Regions from separate parts of the Gossypium raimondii genome. Here region 2 is linked to region 1. The links are chromatin contacts, called in public Hi-C maps. All regions are on one chromosome and are shown on one strand. The core of a region is the stretch at or near the end of the contact, and the rest is flanking DNA. Distances in the headings are between cores, read along the strand shown. Region 1 holds the start of LOC105784656 (trans-resveratrol di-O-methyltransferase). Region 2 holds the start of LOC105784674 (calmodulin-like protein 3).

Region 1 (3,261 bases), core at 255-2,754:
TATTTATAAAAGAGCTATATATAAGCTATTGACATTCAATACAACATAAGCGAATGAAGCTTATTTAACTGCTTCATTAACACATACATTAAGCATCTTTAATAATGAATATTTAAAAGTTATAGGCATTCATTTAATGTATTTATAATAATTCAAAATTTTAACACAGATAATTAATTATGGAAATAACTCAATGAGACACGTTAGACCTAAAATGTGATATATTTCATAGTGAGCAAACCCAGCATGAGCAAACAGTTTACTCCATTGCTGTTCGCTTCTTTCTTGACCACCAAGGCAAACCATCATGCCCATGTCAAAAGACAGCTTAGTTTCGGTAGACTGATGTTCATCCAATTCTTGGTTCTCAATTATCATTTGCATAATCACGATTTTCCCTCCATTTTCTTTCTTCCCAATTTCCTCTTTACATCTCTCTAGTATCTTTATACAGTCTTGGTCACTCCAAGTATGTAATATCCACTGCAATCAAGTAGATGATGAATAGAATAAGGTTAAATTTTAATTTTCAAGACAACAAATTAATTAGAGATAATAAACAAACCTTTAGCATGATCATATCTCCATGGGGAACTCCTTCAAACATGTTTCCACCAAGATAATTCAAATTTTCACATCCTTGCAAGCCATGAACAACATGGGGAAGATCAAAGACAGTGAATTCCGTTTGAGGAAAAGCCTTAGCAAATACCTTTGTTATGATTCCCGTCCCACCCCCAACATCAACCACTGACTTCAACCCCTCAAAAACTCCTTTGCACTTACTAAGCACCACGCTCGCCGCCAGAAGCCCATCACTGGCCATCGCATCATTAAAGAAATGATTCACCCTCGGCTCATGCCCGGCATAATCCCACATACTCTCGCCGTGAGCTGCGCTGAATGCTGTAGGATGGTCAAGGTTTTGGAACCAATAACTTAAATATTGCCATGGTTTCAGTAAAACGGGGTCAAGCATTCCGAGTATAAAGGGAGTTGAACTCAAGGGATAATCCTTTCGGAGAAGATGAGAAACAGTGGTGAGGACATAAGCTCTCTGTTGGTCAGTTGAGTTGGTTTTGGATTCAGCAAAGAAGCCAGAATGAAAGAGGATGCGCATGAGGCGGTGGAGGCAGTGGAGTTTTGAATGATGGATACCAAGAGCCAAAGCTAGGTCTGAAAGATTCATGGCTTGGCCGTGGTTGTGGATGATATCTGGTATTTGTAGTTCGACAGCGCATTTCAGTGACATTGAGCTTATGAATCTGAACGTATGGTTCCAAACATGAGCCTGAGCTTCAAGCAACTCATCAAGATTAATTAATCTCATCTCCTTTTATCAAATCCATTTCTTTTTATCAAGTAATTGGTGTACAAGCCCAATTTTAACCCTTCCCAAACCCATTACAAAACAACCCACCAGCCCAAACCCAAGACCCAAAACAGACCCAAAGCCCAACTACTAGCCCAATAATCCCAAACACCTCAGCCCAATTACAAACAAACCCTAACCCAAACACTTAAAACATTTTCAGAAAAAAAAAACCTAACCCCTAACCCTAGCCGCCGCACCTAGCCCACTTGCCCCCTGCCATCGCCGCGCCGCACGTCACGTCTCTGCCATCACCAACTCCACCCACTTGCCTGCAAAATCAGAGAAAGAAATGACAAGTAAAGAAAAAAATAATAGATCAAAATATTGTAAACGTGGCTATAAAGCCATAACAACCAATGTAAAAGAGGGATTTGGTTTTTTTCTGGGAGATTTTGAAGAAAAAGAAATAGAAATAGAAAAAAAGGTGGTTACAGATTTGGATCTAAAGGTTTCTTTTAATTTTACTTCTTTTTACTCTATTTATTTTTGTTTTATTTTAAAATATACGAAAATACAAAAAAGAATAAAAGGAAAGATTTTTACCTTCGTTGGTGGTCTTGGAGTGCTCGGGAGGCCAAGGAGTGCGTGGAAGAGAAAAGGAGGAAACTTTTCGGTTCGTCGTGCACGTGTCTGGCTGACGGCTAATGGCCGACGACCGTGGCGACCGCACGGTGGCCGGATTCTGGGGAGAAGAAGGAGGTTTGAGAGACAAAAAGGGGAAGGGTTTTGAATTTTTTTAGAAAAGTGGCAGAAATAAATTTTTTAAAAAAATTTTTGGGCTTAAATAGGCCCCCAAAACGACGCCGTTTTGGGCAGGCCTCTCAGGCACCAAAACGACATCGTTTTGGTTGACCCGATTCGCCCGACCCGCTTCCAAGGATCCGCGCGTTTTCGTTTAAGGGTCTATTTTCGCAATTAGTCCCTTTGATTTTGTGGCACTTTCAGGACAGTTTTTCGCATATTTGCAATTTCGGCCATAAGTTTCTCTTTTGTTTAAATTTGCTCCATAGACTATGAGCTTGGACTTCGCTTGAACGGCGTCGTTTGGTCGGTGTGGAATATTTCCTAATTGGCCCTTCTATTTTTCGCGCGCCTCACATTTTGATCCCTTACCCTATTTTATTTTTGATTTCAGCCCTGAGATTTCGCCTCAGTTTTGATTTAGTCCTATTATTATTATTATTATTATTATTATTATTATTATTATTTTCATTAATAATTACTATGTAATTTTAAATATATGTGCTATGTTATATTATCATTATTATATAAGTGTTTAGACATTACATATATTTTATCTAATATATATAAATTTTATATATATATATATATGCATATTTATACGTATATCTATATTCCTTTTTTTCTTATAAATATATGTATACATACTTATATATGTATTTTACTTAATAATTTTTAAATATACATATGTACATACATTTTTTTTCATATGTTATAATCGTCATATAATCTTCTTTTTATGTTCATTTATGTATTTGTTTATATGTTCATTTTATGTTTTTAGTTTATTTATTTATTTATTTGCTATGGAATGTATGATTGATCTATTATTCGCTTTATTCATATTTTTTATTCACTTCACCATGTTTATTATTCCATCATGCATATAAACTTCATATTTCAAAAAAGGAAAATATTTCAAAATAAGGCAATATTTTGCGTTTGGAAATTCGAGGAACGTGCCCTAAGGTACTGGGTTTCGATTTCTCGTTCGACCAAATAGCTAAATATCCTTTTAAAAACTTTTCAAAAATAAGGCAATGTTTTGCGTTTTGAAATTCGAGGAACGTGTCCTAAGGTACTGGGTTTCGATTTCTCGTTCGACCAAATGACTTAATATCCTTTTCAAAAATTTTCAAAATAAG
Region 2 (3,261 bases), core at 262-2,761, 180 kb before region 1:
ATCAATTGTCAAAAAAGGTTCAAGATATGGTCAAGAACATAAGTGAACTGGAAGAGGAACGGCTGGAAGATTCAGATTGCAGATATGTTTAGTCTATCTTCTTGCTAAGTAAAAAATGTCTAAAACATTGTACAATCCCTTATTCCACCCTTTGTTTAAATTCATCCAATGGTGATTTTACTAATGCAAACAGAAGTTAATTTGGCCCTTCCCCTTCATATTTGATTCACTATCTGACAATTTCCCAAAATATCTTAAGTAAAGGGAAACATGTGATATCTCTTTAATCTTTTATGCTTCATTTGGATGGTTGATAAGGGAAACATGGATACTAAGATGAGAAGAAAAAAAACAAACAACTCTTACCAATCACTCAAATGGAGCATTCAATAAATTAAATAATAATTTAGAAATCATAAAATCAAACTAATAATGATAGGGAGAGAACATCGCAAATTTTTTACAATAAGATGATGCATGAGAATCCAAGCTAGGCTTCCTCATCTTTTCGAACATCTTTGGTGTTTTTCTTTTTCTTTCAAATCTCTATTAACTTGAACTCAAAGCAGCAAAGCCACCACCTTTCATCATCTGCTTGAACTCTTTGAAGTTAACCATACCATCACCATCTGCATCCACTTTCTTTATCATCCTCTTGCAATCCTCTATGGTTCTCCCTTGCTTCAGCCCCAAGGATGACAAAACCGACCTCAACTCCTCCACCGTGATGAATCCGTCTCCGTTTTGATCAAAAACGTTAAAGGCTTCCTTCATGTCCTCTTCTTCGTCTCTCTCATGCATTATAGTTTGATACAGTGCTCCGAATTCGTCAATGTCCACATAACCGTCACCATTGACGTCGATTTTTTCGATCATTTGAGTAAGTTCTTTTTCTGGGATAAAGATACCCAAATTTTCTAACGATTCACTAAGCTCTTTGTTGGTGATCTTTCCATCTCCATTCTTGTCGAACATTTGAAACATTCGACGAAGCTCCGTTGGATCCATTCCTTCCATCACACACACACACAAAAAAAAAAGAATATAAAACTCTTAACAATATAAATTTGGTTGAAAGTACTAAAAAGAAAGAAGAATGTTAAGAAACAAATTAGAAGAAAAAGATGATTGAGAAAAACCAAAAGAGGAATGGGAGTTGGGAGAGACAATTAACAAAGAAATTCTGGTTTTTGGAAAATTGAAGAAAAAGAGGGATTTTTACGTTTATTGAGTAAAAAGTGGAGAAAGAAGAAGGTTTTTAAACATGCAGACTAAAAAAAGTTGGATGAAATCAACGGTTTTAACAATATGCACAACTTCTATTTTAGGAGTTGTTAATTAAAAAGTCATTGATTTATGCCTAAAATTGATACTTCTTAACGTGGGTTGGGACTAAATTCGGCATATTTGAAGTTAACGAAAGATAGGGTCAATATGCTGACATTTGGATCGTTCCCACTTGCAATTTAATTTATTTTTAATATTTTTTTCTCAAATGGAGCCCTTTTACTGTTCTTAGCACATCTTTCCTGACATCAACAAAAAAACTTGGGATATTAGATTTTCATTTTCAGGCCCGAACAGGGGTATTGTGAGGTGGAAATAAAATTGGGAGCCAAAGGATAAAAAATTATTTAAATAAGATTAAATTAAATACTTCGTAATTAGAAGGGACTAAAATTGTTATTACTCCATTTAACCAAAGGAGCCAGCCCTTAGCTATGCCCCTCGGCATGCCAGATTTAGATGAAGCTCTATTGGTTTCACGAAATGTAATACCAAATAAAACACCTTAGGCCATGGGTACTTCTATCTAGGATATCAAATAAAGTTGAACCACCTTCACCATAACTAGAAGGCTGTTCGGCACACATAACCCAGAACCAGCATTAACCTTTAACCGTGAGAAAAAGTCCAGTAAAATAAATGCAATTTCCAAGTAATTTTTAAAAACTTTCCATTAATGCCTTATTTTCAGGAATCTGATACCCATATGCATGAAAGAGCGTAACTACTCACAACCTGTTTGGTTCAATGTAATGGCATAGCCATTACAACTCAATTCTATGGGCCCACCACAAACCCTTGTTTGGTTCAATTGCTATTTAGTTTTCTATTCCCGCTCATCACTGAATAGAGGATGAATAACATTCTTTGCCCCCCCTCTAAATTGCCATTCAAAGCACGGTAGGAATGCTGAGAGATCACTTTTTTTTCATTTTTACCCTCATTTTTCATCGTCATCCTTTCTGCAGTTTCAACTACAGCCTCTACGTTCATTACTTTCTCCATTTATAAAGCCCTAAACACTATTGCCCCTCACCAATTTTTTCAATCTTTTCTTCGTAGGAATCGAGATTGTAAAAATTTCTCAATTCAGGGCAAAATCTTCAGTAAGGAAAAAAGTCCAAACTCAATTGAAGAACACATTAGCTTTTGGTTTTGATTTCAAAACGATTCAAGACAAGGTTTCTCTTCATTTAAGACCTTGGCATCATTCATTTCAATTATGGGTTCGAGCAGTTGATATTTATATGGGTTATAAGTTCCCTTCTTTATCTTCTTCTTCTTTTAATTATTTTTCTTGTTGTTAATTTGATAGTTTTTGATTGTTGGGTAATTGTTGAAATGATAGGTGTTTCAACTTCGAGTGAGTTTTGTGAAGGATCCACAAAAGAAATAAGCAATGTGGGATAAACAACATGAGTTTTTTTTTTGTTTTAGTTTTTTTAGTTTCTTTACTATTTGATTCTTGTTGATTGATTTAGCTGTTCTTAGTTCTTTAAACTACGGTCTTCGCTTTTGTGTTCTTTCAGTTCAATTAAAATGGGTTTGTTTGTTTTTACTTTTTCTGTACTATTTGATTCTTATTGATTGCCCCTTTTGTTGATTTTGTTGTTCTTAGCTCTTTGCAAATTACAGTTTTGCTTTTGTGTTCTTTCAGTTCAAATTTAAATGGGTTTGTCTGTTTTTACTTTTTTTTGTACTGTTTGATTCTTATTGATTGCTCATTTTGTTGATTTTACTGTTTTTAGCTATTGGCAAACTGCACAACATTTGCTTTTTGTGTTTTTTTCAACTCAATTAAAGACTAAATTTCACCTGTATGTTCAAATTTATTTATGTTCCTTTTGAAATCCTGTTTTACTTATTGATATTTTCCTTTTTTACTTTGGTACTAAATACTTCTATTGGTAAATATACCATTTGATGTTGTTCAACTTGTTTTAGAGAAGGAGTTTGGTCGAAGCATGGGTGAAA

The links. A called contact is a pair of places that touch in the nucleus more often than the background predicts.
Region 2: a contact with region 1 is called in a Hi-C map of leaf, with 2.3 times the contacts expected there. The contact joins the promoter of LOC105784674 here to the promoter of LOC105784656 in region 1. A contact is called at or near these places in 2 of 2 Hi-C or Micro-C datasets (both in leaf).

Annotation. Positions count from the first base shown.
Region 1 is chr7:21,698,326-21,701,586 of ASM2569854v1, reverse strand. LOC105784656 (trans-resveratrol di-O-methyltransferase) reads right to left here and starts at 1,504. Exons shown (of 2, transcript XM_012610554.2): 1 at 566-1,504; 2 at 98-483. The coding sequence starts at 1,330. The coding sequence ends at 178.
Region 2 is chr7:21,881,768-21,885,028 of ASM2569854v1, reverse strand. LOC105784674 (calmodulin-like protein 3) reads right to left here and starts at 1,511. Exons shown (of 1, transcript XM_012610580.2): 1 at 391-1,511. The coding sequence starts at 1,017. The coding sequence ends at 550. LOC105784675 (a long non-coding RNA gene) reads left to right here and starts at 2,008. Exons shown (of 3, transcript XR_008197875.1): 1 at 2,008-3,261. It overlaps LOC105784672 (protein FAR1-RELATED SEQUENCE 5), which reads left to right. Exons shown (of 3, transcript XM_012610577.2): 3 at 1-218. The coding sequence ends at 92.